Linked DNA regions of Mus musculus: regions 1, 2 and 3 are each linked to region 4. A link is a contact called in public HiChIP or PLAC-seq data. All regions are on one chromosome and are shown on one strand. Each heading gives the region's core, a stretch centred on a gene start, on an enhancer-like site or on the middle of the called end of the contact. The rest is flanking DNA. Distances are from core to core; before and after follow the strand shown. Region 1 overlaps Gm26708 (predicted gene, 26708). Region 2 overlaps Arnt2 (aryl hydrocarbon receptor nuclear translocator 2). Region 3 overlaps Arnt2 (aryl hydrocarbon receptor nuclear translocator 2). Region 4 holds the start of Mesd (mesoderm development LRP chaperone).

Region 1 (2,930 bases), core at 410-2,909, 350 kb before region 4:
AGATTTTCTCATGAAATCTCTACATCCTTAAATGGTCACCATGATTCTCTTGCTGCCTTGTTTGTACTTAAGCTGGGTCCACAAACCTGAGCCATGCCATCAGTGATCTATGTGAGGATGTCACACAGGGGTTACCGGAAACTATGGAGATCTCTCAGGTGTTCTCAAAATGTGGTTTAAGGACTTGCCGTGAAAAAGCCCACAAAGCCTGCCTGATCAGCTGAGAAACAGGACTCCAAGAACTAAGTGGGTGCTAAAACTGAGTCATTATACATCCACCTTCCATGGCTGAATAAGGAGGGGTCAATTGGATATCCACAGACTCTGTCTTTAGGTAAGGAAGCAGGGAGAAACCTATCCAAGCCAGGTTGCTACCAACTCCTCTGGAAGAAGACATAAGAAGAAATTATTCTTGGTGAAAGCTGCCTCTGGACTTTGGAATTTATGTTCATCATAATTCAGAGTCCATGGTACCCAACTCCTGACCTTTGAGTGGTAGGGAACTCACTGCTCTTTGGGTCCCCCACTCTTCCTTCATGGCCCCTATCTAGAGTAAGCCCATATTGACTGCTGGCAAACTCAAGGATTCCAGTTATGTCTCAGTGCCCCAGCCCTATGCTGGCTATAAGCCAGTATCTTGTGTTTTTATTGCTGTTTCAAGCTGTGATATGGAAGCTGAGAGAAGAGGTGGACACATGAGTGCATTTGGTTATACCAGAAACATTGAAATCAGAAGCAGGCTGCAAAGTGAAGACATGGCTAGGACTAGAAATACTCAGGAAACAAGCATCTCAGCTGGGGGTCCCAGAGCTTTGCCCCTTAGTTTTACTGGAGATACATCCAGATAAGCATTCTTCCTTCGTGTTTAGATTACAGATGGGAGGTAAGGGCATGCAAAGGGGCAGAGGGTGGCATTTCATCTAAGCTGAATCCTCCATGTCAATAAAGATTCTCGGTGCTGGGCGTGGTGGTGAATGCCTTTAATCCCAGCACTTGGGAGGCAGAGGCAGGCCAGTTTCTGAGTTCGAGGCCAGCCTGGTCTACAGAGTGAGTTCCAGGACAGCCAGGGCTACACAGAGAAACCCTGTCTCGAAAAAGAGAGAGAGAGAGAGAGAGAGAGAGAGAGAGAGATAGAGATAGAGAGAGAGAGATTCTCAGTGAAGAGGGGGCAAGAATTGAAAAGCATAGGGAAAGAGGTAATTCCTGACCAGCTCATGGAGTGAAGGGATGTCCCAGGCAAATGGTTTGAAGATGAAGAAATGGAAGAGGCAGAAGATACGGCTGTGGCCAGGATAGAAATGTTGGTCCTCATTGCATGAGTGAGCCCAAGGATCACTCATAGATGGATCTGTGATCCTTTGCCCTCAGTGTGGTGATGGATGTAAATGAGGCGCTTAGGAGCATTGGGATGAGAGCATGCAGCCTGGCTAAGCAAACCAGAGAGGTCAGTAGAAACCCTGTCACCTACTGTTGTCCTCTTAGAGACCCTGTCATCTACTGTTGTCCTCTTAGGAAGAACAAGTCTACCCCTTGGGACACTTCCATGACTACCATCTTTGTGTTTTCTTTTAAGCCAGGTCAAAGCACCATCCTCACATTGTAAGGTCCTGCTTTGTCAAAGCACAAAGTGGTGTGCCAATGACATTACATCCCGTCAGTCAGCCTCCTGACAATGACTCAGAGGAGCTGAGGCACTACCACTGGCTTCTGTGGTGCAGTACATATAGCTCATGCTTTCTCCAGAGTTTTTCTGTGGAGGTGAGATCATTTCCCTCTGTGTGAACTTGACGCTATGGCCTTGCTCAGTATCTCTAGATTTGAGCCCCTTGCTGAAGTGAGATGTCCTCTACCTTCACACACCCAAACCTGGGGTTGCTGTCAGCTGCCCTTCATCTCTTCCTCTTCCGTTGGTTGGTTGGTTGGTTTGGTTTGGTTTGGTTTGGTTTGGTTTGGTTTGGTTTGGTTTGGTTTGGTTTGGTTTGATCTTCTGTGGAAGTACAGGGTGGAGGTACTGACAGATGGAGGTTCCATATTCCTTCCACTTTCTCTGTGAACTCTCCCCTAATAAGCCACTTTCACACACATTTTGAGTAGATTCTATTTCTGAAGACACCAAACTCAGGCAGTGTCCCTGAAACAAGGATCAAACCTTGGCAACACAGAGAAGAACTAGGAAATACTTGCATGGAAATGATCCTATCATATTTTAAGTGTAAGGGACACAGTTTGGGATGAGAGGATAGTAAATTACATTTCTTGAAGGCAGAAATTTCAGAGCCCAATTTAAAAACAAAACAAAACAAAACAAAAAACCACGGCACAATAACACATGCTTGTAATCACAGCACTGGGGAGGCAGAGATGAGTGTGGCCCAAGCCTCTCTGGGAAGATGGGGCAGTCAGTAAACCGCTGTACCACAGGTGTGGACGCCTGAGTATGGACCGTAGCACCCATGTCCATGCACAGCGTGGTGACACTTGCTTTCAATCCCAGGGCTATGGAAGAGGGAATGGATAGGCAGATCCTGAAGCTCATTGATGAGTCAGCCTTAGAGTCAATGAACCTCAGATTCAGAGAGCCACCTTGTCTCAGAGACTCAAGGTGGAGAGAGCTCGAAAGACACCCAGTATTGACCTCTGGTCTCCATCTGCATATGAACACATCCACGTTCTTAAGTACATAACCCAAATACACAGCATATGGGCAGGTACGTGCAAACACACTCATACATTCACAAATGCTACAGACAAAATCCAATCCTTTCTTTAAAAAAAATTACTGTTTCTGTACTATTTTGATACTGAAGTTATAGACAAGACTTTGAACTCAAAGAAACCTATTTTTCCAAGAGCTGGGAGGAGCAGCCTGTCTTTGTTTACCTGGGACTTTCCACTGTTCGCAGCAGAAGCCCCACGTTCCAGGAAATGCC
Region 2 (2,839 bases), core at 15-2,514, 440 kb before region 4:
AGTTCTAAACTGGGCTTCTGTCTGTCTTCATTTGCCCTTCTTTGTTCTGACTCGGCTCACCATCTGATACATGAGTCCTAGCCAGCTTCCTCCTGCCTTGGATCAGACCTGCAACTTTGCAGTGGCCGCATTGGCAGAAGCAGATTCAGACCCATGCCTACCTGTGCCTCTGGGGATAGAAGAGGGCCTTAGATCCCCTGAAACTGGAGTTATTAACTGATGTGAGCTGGGATTTGAGCTCAAGTCCTCATCCTCTGCGGGAGCAACAAGTTTTTCCAACCTCTTAGCCATCTCTTCAGTCCCCTCATCTGTATTTTTAAAAGCAACTCTGTGGTTCCAGCATGAACCAGAATCTAAGAATTCCAATATCCCGATACAATCTCTGGGAACGACAAAAAATAAAAGGGAAGAGACCACAAACAGAGTACAGTCCAATCTGCCCAGTACCTAGGAGAGAGAATTAAAAAAGATGAAAAGACTACTTTTGATTTTACTCCACCAAGAAACAGAATGTTAAAGATGTATAGCATGATGGAAAATCCACAGCATCTGCCCTTTAAACACTGCCAGAGTCTCCACTTCTTCACCAAGTATCTTTCATCTTAACCTTTATACCCAAGCAGCGAGTCCACAGACCACCCCCCCCCCCAATGACAAAAATAGCCTGGGAATAGTATTGTTTTCAGGAAGATGTAATTATTTCGAGTTGTTTGGAACATTTTGAGAGACACTGAATCATTGCTTCCTGGTGCTATGATTTAGATCTTGGTAAAAACCTCACGTGATGGTCAGACTTTGTGCAGCCTTCAGTTAAAAATAGCTTGATTGCAAAACCCCAGTGTGCTCGAGAAAATTAAAATAGTTTCCTCCAGCTTCACCAAGGAATGACACACATCTCCCCCTGAAGTGGCATGACCCAAGGCAAACGGTTGAATGGAAATCCATGCATAAGCTCTGCCTTTCCTCTTCACTGCCTTTTCAGTAAATGCTAATTGAAGAAAGCATCTGCATCCAGTTTTCCCTTTATTTTTGTAAATTCTTTGCTTACACCCGGACGAAAAGCCTTCTCTGCCAGTTGCGTGCTTAGGCATTGATCCAATGGAAAGATGCATGGATGGTTTGCAATTTTCCCCTTCGAGTGATGACATAAATTACTCCCCAGTGAGCTATTTACAATGTCGTTCTTTAACCTTGACCCAGTGCACATGTTTTGAGGACTGAGAATCACAAGAGCTCTATATAGTGAGGTTGTGGAGGCCAATCCCGCCTGTCCTTTATAGCTTTCCCACTATGACTCGTTTGTGACATGGCCTCGTGGTTTTGAATGTAGGTAGCAATAAAGCCAGTCACCTTGGGAGAGAGCCATTTCCACTTCAGTATGTTTGTATTCAGCACACTAAGTATTGTAGCCCATGAATCTGCCACTGTCTCAAACAGTGCATTGAGTTGCATTGGTTAGGAGACTTTCACACTAGCAGACTATCAGTGAGCTGATGGTAGGAGCTATAGAGATAGATTCAGTTCTGCTGGATGACCTTGATCAAGGTTGGGATTCTCCCTAAGCCTTTACTTTCTCCTCAGTGTTGATGTGAGGATGGTGCTCAGAGCATACCTGCCATATCTCAGCTTCCTTTTTCCTGTCTTTGGTACCTTTATCTTTAGTGGAGTTCCCTAGACACATAGTTGCACACAGCTATGTGAACACTCTTGGGACTAAATGTTGAGGGAGATGGGGAAAGGTCAGGGGAGGTCAGAAAAGAAACTAGGTTCAGGAGAAATATGACCTGTATGAATGGGGATCCGAAGTATAAATTGCACAAAATTTGCCCCAATTGGAACAAGAAACTCTTTGGCCACCCTATCCTAAGCAGTCACCGACCCCAGGCTTGAAAGGGGAAGCTTCAGGCCAAGTGGTGTCATGAAGAAAATGCAGGTGGGAGCCCATAACAAATGAGGGGAGGGACACTCCAGTCCTCCTGGAACAAGAGGCCTAGAGGAACCTCTGTGGAATATCTGAAAAGTCCTTCAAAGCAAAAGAGGCCCGCGCCAGAACTGGTGAGACCTAAGCTTGCCGTGGTTTGCCCGAGATGATCTGATAAAGCAAGTGTCAGGTATGCTAAGACTGAAGCCAAGGTAATGGGGCTCTCTGGTCTCCATTCTCCTTGGAGCTGGCAATGCCTTGGTTTATGACTGAGTCTAGTCCCTGAGGCTTAGTACCCACTTTTTATGAGTGAGGAGGGCTTCTTTTTTTGCAGTCCACAATCTGTCTTTTATTCCACAAATTATTAGACATGCATCTCTGATGGAGATGGAAGATACAGCTGGAAATGAACTCGACATGCTCATCATCCACAGCAGAACTCCCAGAGAGGCTGGGCCACAGACAGTCACATGGTAAGCCCAGGATGAAAAGGCTCTGTGTGCTCAAAGGAAAGAAGATGCTAGGATAAGAACAGGGACCCTCACTCCTATGTTGGGGGATGTGCAGCAGGGAAATGATTCAGAGAGTGGAGATTCATAATTTACATGGTCAGCCTGTGGGATTAGCCAGTCTCAGAAGGGAAGTTTTTGTGAGTGTGATGAGACAGGCCAGCTAGTGATGGCCCTAGAGAGCCATTTTTGCATTTGAGATTTACTCATAGCGCAAGATGCAGTCCCTAGAAGAATGTTAGCATGCTCTAATTTGCATTTTTATAGATAAAGGCTCTTCTGGCTGTGGGAAGGAAATGTTTTTTTGGAATCTAAGAATAAGAACTATTTATGTACTATTAGAAGTGCTGTGCAAGGTGACTCCACAAATATTTTTCTCTTAATCTTCAGGCAGGCTTTAAACAGGGCA
Region 3 (3,052 bases), core at 133-2,632, 490 kb before region 4:
ATCTGAGCCGTGGCCATACTGAGGACAACTCAGAACCCGTCCTTCATGCTAAGGACACTTATGTCATTCTGAGTCACAGGAGCGGTTGTGCCAATGTCCTTTTCTTTGATATTGAGATAACTACACATCTGTCTTTTATCTAGGCTATGGATGTCTTTCTCAGTGTTAAGCTGTGTGAACAGTGGTCTACTCACCCACAGCTTTGTTTTCTCCATTTACTAAGGATCTACAGGGTCTGAAAATAGTAAATGAAAATTTCCAGAAATCATCAATTTACATGTTTTAAGTAAGCTTTATGATAGTATGCTCTTATAATTGTTCTGTTTTTAATAATAGTTATTGCTGATCTCTTATTGTGCTTGATTTATAGGTTGAACTAACCATAGGGTATGTGTGTAGGAAAAATAGCACATGTGGGGTTGAGTGCTCTGCATGCTTCTGGAGGTGTCCAGGTCCCCTGTTGGCCTGAACTGGGGGTGTAGGAACAGGTCCCCTATAGGCCAGGTGGTACTGCTGTTCATTGCTGGAATAAAAGAAACATGATAATGTTACATGGCTAAAAATATACTAGGAGATATGTTAAAATCTGACATATTAGTGAGATTACTAATTTCTATCCATACTTTTGCCATAAAACTTGATGCTTAGATGGGCATTTGACTTGGCCCACCTCCTCATTTCTAGTTTTATTCTCTGCCATGGTCTGTCCTGATTGAAGCCCAGCATTGTCTCACCATTGGGAAACCCAGCAGCTGTCCCAGATAGGAGGATCAAGTGGCATCCTTGTATCAGTCTTTGGTCAAAGTCACATTCTCTGAGTGGTTTGATTTGGGCAGGGAGCTGTCCTGGGGGCAGATTCATCTGAATCACACAGACTACGAATAAGGGACATGCATCAAATAAGGATCTCAGTGTTGTTACTAGAAGGGAGGAGGGCCCAGGACAGGCAGCACAGCATGGATAAGGTGCTTTTGAGCGTCACAGGTTTGGGCTGATTAGTGGGTTGCATACTGCTTTTGCAGAGTTTTACTTATTGAGGAGACAGCACACTTATCTTTATTGTCAACCTGACTGTATTATAGTCCCTCATTGTGGGGAAGGTGTGGTTGCAGGACCAGCTCTACCTGTGGTGTTAAGAGTGAGAGACAGCTGGCCACACTGTGTCCACAGAGGAAGTAGAGGGGAGATGATGGTGGTGCTAAGCTCCTTCTCCTTTCATTCAGTTCAGGATTCCCACCTAGAGATGATGCTAAATGCAGGGTGGCACCTACATCCTCAGTTAACCACCTCTGGAAACCCCCTCACCAAGACTGTTTGCCCTTCTCTGGAGCCTGAAGTGCTGTGTGGTCTTTGACTTTAGAAACACATAGCTAACTTGCTGACTCTGCCAGTACAGCTTCCTGTGTGGTTGTGCTATTTCTGAAAACTGGAGGGTATGTGTGAGTACTGCTATCCTCCACAAGAACCACTTCTTCAGAAGAGCACAGGCAGGGCTACCTCTGAGTGCTAAGTTTATATCTACTCCCTATATAACCCCTGAGTCTGTCCACCGTGCTCACTTGAATTAAGTACTCGTTAAAACACCATTTATTGAGTATGTAGATAAAGAGGAAGGAAAGAACTAGACTGGTTGCCTGTCATCTTTTGGAATTAGTATAGAAGACATTCAAAGCCTGTGCTTTCTGTTAAATGTGAATTACTGGTTATGATTTAGCTGTACTAATCTGTTTTAAGTACAACTGGAGTAGCATTGGATTTCAGCATATTGGTGTGTGTGTGTGTGTGTTATATAGTATATAGTATATGGAATACAACATTTGGGCTGGACCTAGGACCTCTTACATGCTAGGCAGATTTTCTATCATAACCTGCAATTCCAGCTCTAATGTAATATTTTTAATTTTTTTAACTTTTATTTTATGTGTTTAAGTGGTTTGCCTTCATGTATGTCTATGTACTATGTGCACACAGTACCTACAGAGTCCAGAAGAGAATGTTGGATCCCCTTATACTGGAGTTACAGATGGTTGTGAGCCACAATATGGGCTGGGACCCATACCTAAATTCTCTAGAAGAGCAGTCATTTCTCTTAACTATAAAAAATAAGGTATTTTCTTAATAGGATAAATGTAACAGCAGTCACAAGGTCTATAGATCACCATGAGCATGTGAAGCAAGATGCAACTTCTCAATTTCTCCTTTCTGTGAAGGCTACCACATGAGAAGGGAGGAACCTCGGGAATCTAGGAGCTGAATAAATAGTTTATCACCTTTCATTGAACTTTCTTCTTAAACTGGGGTTCGTGAACAAGAAAGATGATTCTGTCACTGGTTTCATTACATTACTTTATTTAGAGAATACATTTCACATCTTAAACATATCCGTGGACTCCTCAGCTCAGACTATCATAACAAACTGCCATAGATGGTGTGTGTAAAAACACAGAGATTTAGTTTCTCTTGGTTTGGAGGCTGGGAAGTCTAGGATCAAGGTGCCAATCAATTCAGTCACTAGCTATGGCTGTCATCCTGGTTTTTAGCCAAACATCTTCCTCTTCTAACCACATGTGGCAGAGAGAAAGGGATGGTGTCTCCTCTCATAAGGCACTAAGCCCATTGTGGGAGCCCACTCTGATGACATTATCTAGACCTGGTGACTCCTGAAAGTCTCCTCTCCCAGTATATAATTTTAGGGGTTAAGGTTTCAACATGCGCATTTGGTGAGGCGCAATTCAGTCCACAACACCAACACAAATTATTGGATTAGATTATTTTGTATGTGACTCACACTTGGGGTGGTAAGGTTACTAACTCAGAGAGACAGGATGAGGCAGTGGAGTTAGCAGGTGTGCTAACCCAAGAAGCTAGGCTTCTTCTGTAGCTCCGGGCCAGCCAGCTGAGGCTTAAGCAATTGTGTTTAGTGTCTCTCATCTGCTTTGATGAAGACATTTGAACCGTTTCTTGGGTCATAGGACTCATCGCTTCTGTATTAGACTACCCTACCATGATGTCTGCTCTGATGACTCAAGAAATAAAGCATTCTCCTGGAAGG
Region 4 (3,111 bases), core at 304-2,803:
ATTCCCACACAACACTTCCTCTTTATAAGATCCAACCATTTCTGTTTCTGTTTACGAGGGTTATTTCCTACCCCCTTGTTCTGACAGATGTCTTGCTCATCTCTGTGACCTCCTCTTCCTCGGGGTCTGAGCACTGTCCATGGCTAGGCCTCTCACAAGGCAAGGTTCACTTTAGCAGGTTAAAAGGCATTATTTACTAGAGTCCAAAAAGGACAGTTGGAAATTGAAAGGAGTCATACCCACTCAAATCTACTCCAAATTTTCTTTCCAGAATCTCACAGTGGAGCCCAAACCAGTTTGAAATTTACTATGTAGCCCAGGTTTAACTAAGGCTAGCCTCCTCCACTAGTCTCTTAAGTGCTGGAATTACAACCTTGCACTACCATGGCCCCACTACTCCAATTCTTCTGTTGGGTACAGAGAACAACAACAGGAGTCCCCCCTTTTTAAGTCAAATCCAACAGGTGGATATTTTAAATGTATGCCCAAAAGTCTTACCTCCTTCCAACAATATAGTTAGCCACAAGTTAAAAAAAAAATCAGCATTGGAAACAAACTCTGAAAAGTTCTCTGGCAGAGAACCTTACACAGTGAATATAGCTATGTGTGTGATTCCTTTCCATCAGCTGTGCCAATCAAATACGACAGTACAATCAAGGGCTGCAGTGTACTTTTGATCAGGAATCCCTCCTTAGAACCTTTTGCATACCCCAAATGCAATCAAGTAACAGACCAGAATTCGGCCTCTCACAAAACAAGTCCACTACTCCCATCAATGAAAAACCTGAGTTGCATATGAGATATGCCTTAGTTCCCTTTACCAGTAAAATAAACCCACCCAAGAAATTACAAAAGCCCCAGCAGGAATATACACCAAAAGAAGTCGGAAACCCTCTATATTTGGAAAGATCTCTATCAAAGCTAAAAAAAAGTTGAGAGACCACCTTTAGAACCCATTCACTCCAGAACAGGAGGAGGAAGGAGGGAATGCTCTTCAGGAGCGCTCGCTCCCTGTTCGCGGCTCACAAACCACCAAGATCAATGTAGAGACCCCTGCGACATAGCAAGGAAAGTAGGGCTTGACTGGTGAGAGTCCAAGTGCTGACTGGAGTGGCTGAGGAGCCATGATAGCGAAAGACACTGGGCGAGAGGCCTGAGCCGTGGTGGAATGAAGAGAGACGCGGGAGTCAACGGGTACTGGGAGACATTTCAAGAAAGACCCTCAGAGGGCAGCGAGCGGGATCAGGGGACAAAAGTCAGAAGGTCAAATGTCCGAGAGGGTAAGGGTTAGGAGAAAAGGGATCTGTATGGGAGATGCTCAGAAGTGTGCAGGCGACACAGACCTCCCACTGCTCCAGAAGTCGCGCCATGTCGGCATCGTTGTAATCGCGGATGTCCTTCTTTTTCCGTGGAGGTGGGGTGGCCTCGCCCGGAGTGTCCGCCGCGTAGGCATTAGGAGGAGGGAGCAACAGAAGGTCCGAGGCACACAGAAACAGTAGAACCGCGCGCAGCCACCTGGAGGCAGCCATGTTAGCAGCCTAGCGTAACGGACTGCCCAGCGTAAGGCACAATGAGCCTGCGCAGACAGCGTGCGGAGTCCGGACGCCGGGGCCTCGCCCCCACCCCGCCCCCGGCCTTCCAATCCAGTCCCTAAGCGTGTTCTGCGCAGAACTAAACCCAGTACTTGACCCCGTCCCACCCTCGCGGACTCAAGTCCCAATGGCTCCGCCTCCGAGGAGTCCGTAGCCTACCGCACCCCGCCTCGTTCTGGTTCCTCCTGTCCGGACCTCATCCGGTAGCTCCGACCCCCTTGGCTCCGCCCACAACTGCATTCCCTTGGGGCTCCCAACCTCAGGCTCCTCCCCGTCATCGAGCCTTTCACCACTTGACTCCACCCCTCAGCCACGGTCTCCTGACTCCGCCCCTAGGGTACCGCCTCCTCACCAGACTCCGCCCCATAGCTCTGGGAGCTCACCTGGCTGGGGACCAAGGGTTCTTCCTCCTGGTTCCTCCCCTTGCCAGGCTCCGCCCCGCGAGCTCCGCCCCTTGGCCTGGCCAAACAATCTACTCTAGCTGGGTCCTGCCCAACTGTGCTTTCTCCACTATTTGGGGGTTTTGTTAGAAGTCAGCCCTTTTGTCTCTCATTCTCTAGCCAGGGTCTGAAAGTTCCCTCAGGGTTTCAGTGACAGAGTCCTCGAAGCCTATGAAATGAATGAGTTGGAAGATATGCAAACTACCTTGACCCTGAGGCCCTTTTCAGGGTGTTGACATTCAACTACGCTCCCTAGTAATTTCTAGCAAGAACAAACCGCCTGCTGAAAAGCTAAGGACAGCTAGGGCAACTTTTCTCGAAGACTGTAATTATAGGGTCTATTGTTATTCTGCTCCACGGATGATTTTCGACCCACCATTCTTTCAATATCACTGTCAATTAAACTGGAAAAAAAAACCCATTTAATTGATAACCATTTTTATTGTTTAAAATAGTTCCTGTCTCTTCTGATTTTCATCTACCACTGTGGCTTTAACCTATAGGACAAAACCACCCTAATTTTATTTTCTATTTTACAAGATTTTGACCACTAAGATCTTCAAAATTAAAATACTTGGGGTCAGAGATACTTTAAAGTTTCCTAAGCTTTAAGTGGCAGATCTGATTTCTTTAAAATTTCAAATTATATCATAAGACATGAAACCTTGGTGTAGTTGGAAAATATTCAAAAACTATACCTTAAGTACTGACCCCAAAGTGCCACATAATGCATACAATTTATTTCTATATTTACAAATGTATCTCAAGAATGGGTTTTCAATGTTTATATCAGCATACTGTGTTAATTACTAAGCATACTTGGGTTCTTTTTTTTTTTTTTTTTTTTTTTTTTTTGGTTTTTGCGAGACAGGGTTTCTCTTTATAGCCCTGGCTGTCCTGGAACTCACTTTGTAGACCAGGCTGGCCTCAAACTCAGAAATCTGCCTGCCTCTGCCTCCTGAGTGCTGTGATTAAAGGCGTGCGCCACCACGCCTGGCCTTGGGTTCTTGAGTGTTTCATTCCTTTACTGTTTTTTAGTTTTTGGTTTTTTGCTTTGTGGGTGTTTTTTGTCTTGTTTG

Evidence for each region. HiChIP or PLAC-seq counts read pairs in DNA pulled down with a chosen protein or histone mark.
Region 1: a contact with region 4 is called in an H3K4me3 HiChIP or PLAC-seq map of bone marrow-derived macrophages, with 3 times the contacts expected there. The contact joins the enhancer-like site here to the promoter of Mesd in region 4. A contact is called at or near these places in 1 of 484 Hi-C or Micro-C datasets (embryonic stem cells) and 17 of 115 datasets of contacts at active chromatin or transcription factors (SST interneurons, bone marrow-derived macrophages, embryonic forebrain and 5 more).
Region 2: an H3K4me3 HiChIP or PLAC-seq map of bone marrow-derived macrophages shows a contact between it and region 4, with 4 times the contacts expected there. The contact joins the enhancer-like site here to the promoter of Mesd in region 4. A contact is called at or near these places in 3 of 39 promoter capture datasets (cranial neural crest, maxillary cranial neural crest and second pharyngeal arch cranial neural crest), 2 of 484 Hi-C or Micro-C datasets (embryonic stem cells and uterus), 23 of 115 datasets of contacts at active chromatin or transcription factors (the 230-238 cell line, the NIH/3T3 cell line, bone marrow-derived macrophages and 14 more) and 3 of 9 other capture datasets (adipose tissue, embryonic stem cells and macrophages).
Region 3: a contact with region 4 is called in an H3K4me3 HiChIP or PLAC-seq map of bone marrow-derived macrophages, with 2.9 times the contacts expected there. The contact joins the enhancer-like site here to the promoter of Mesd in region 4. A contact is called at or near these places in 12 of 115 datasets of contacts at active chromatin or transcription factors (the 230-238 cell line, the NIH/3T3 cell line, bone marrow-derived macrophages and 7 more) and 3 of 9 other capture datasets (embryonic stem cells, liver and pancreatic islet).

The regions. Positions count from the first base shown.
Region 1 is chr7:84,240,735-84,243,664 of GRCm38.p6, reverse strand. The region is part of intron 2 of Gm26708 (predicted gene, 26708); the gene reads right to left. All of the region lies in intron 2 of LOC117997403 (a long non-coding RNA gene), which reads right to left. Among named protein-coding and RNA genes, the nearest start is that of Gm26708, 9.2 kb to the right of the region's middle. Within about 2 kb of position 1,659, at least 4 of the 459 cell types and tissues checked have an H3K27ac peak or open chromatin away from gene starts, as enhancers often do. A contact at or near this core is called in bone marrow-derived macrophages, where this site is marked.
Region 2 is chr7:84,331,061-84,333,899 of GRCm38.p6, reverse strand. All of the region lies in intron 5 of Arnt2 (aryl hydrocarbon receptor nuclear translocator 2), which reads left to right. Among named protein-coding and RNA genes, the nearest start is that of Gm30873, 4.4 kb to the left of the region's middle. Within about 2 kb of position 1,264, at least 50 of the 459 cell types and tissues checked have an H3K27ac peak or open chromatin away from gene starts, as enhancers often do. A contact at or near this core is called in the NIH/3T3 cell line, bone marrow-derived macrophages, embryonic basal ganglia and 2 more, where this site is marked.
Region 3 is chr7:84,384,986-84,388,037 of GRCm38.p6, reverse strand. All of the region lies in intron 1 of Arnt2 (aryl hydrocarbon receptor nuclear translocator 2), which reads left to right. Among named protein-coding and RNA genes, the nearest start is that of Arnt2, 24 kb to the left of the region's middle. Within about 2 kb of position 1,382, at least 29 of the 459 cell types and tissues checked have an H3K27ac peak or open chromatin away from gene starts, as enhancers often do. A contact at or near this core is called in bone marrow-derived macrophages, where this site is marked.
Region 4 is chr7:83,890,708-83,893,818 of GRCm38.p6, reverse strand. It overlaps Mesd (mesoderm development LRP chaperone), which reads right to left and starts at 1,553. Exons shown (of 3, transcript NM_023403.4): 1 at 1,344-1,553. The coding sequence starts at 1,529.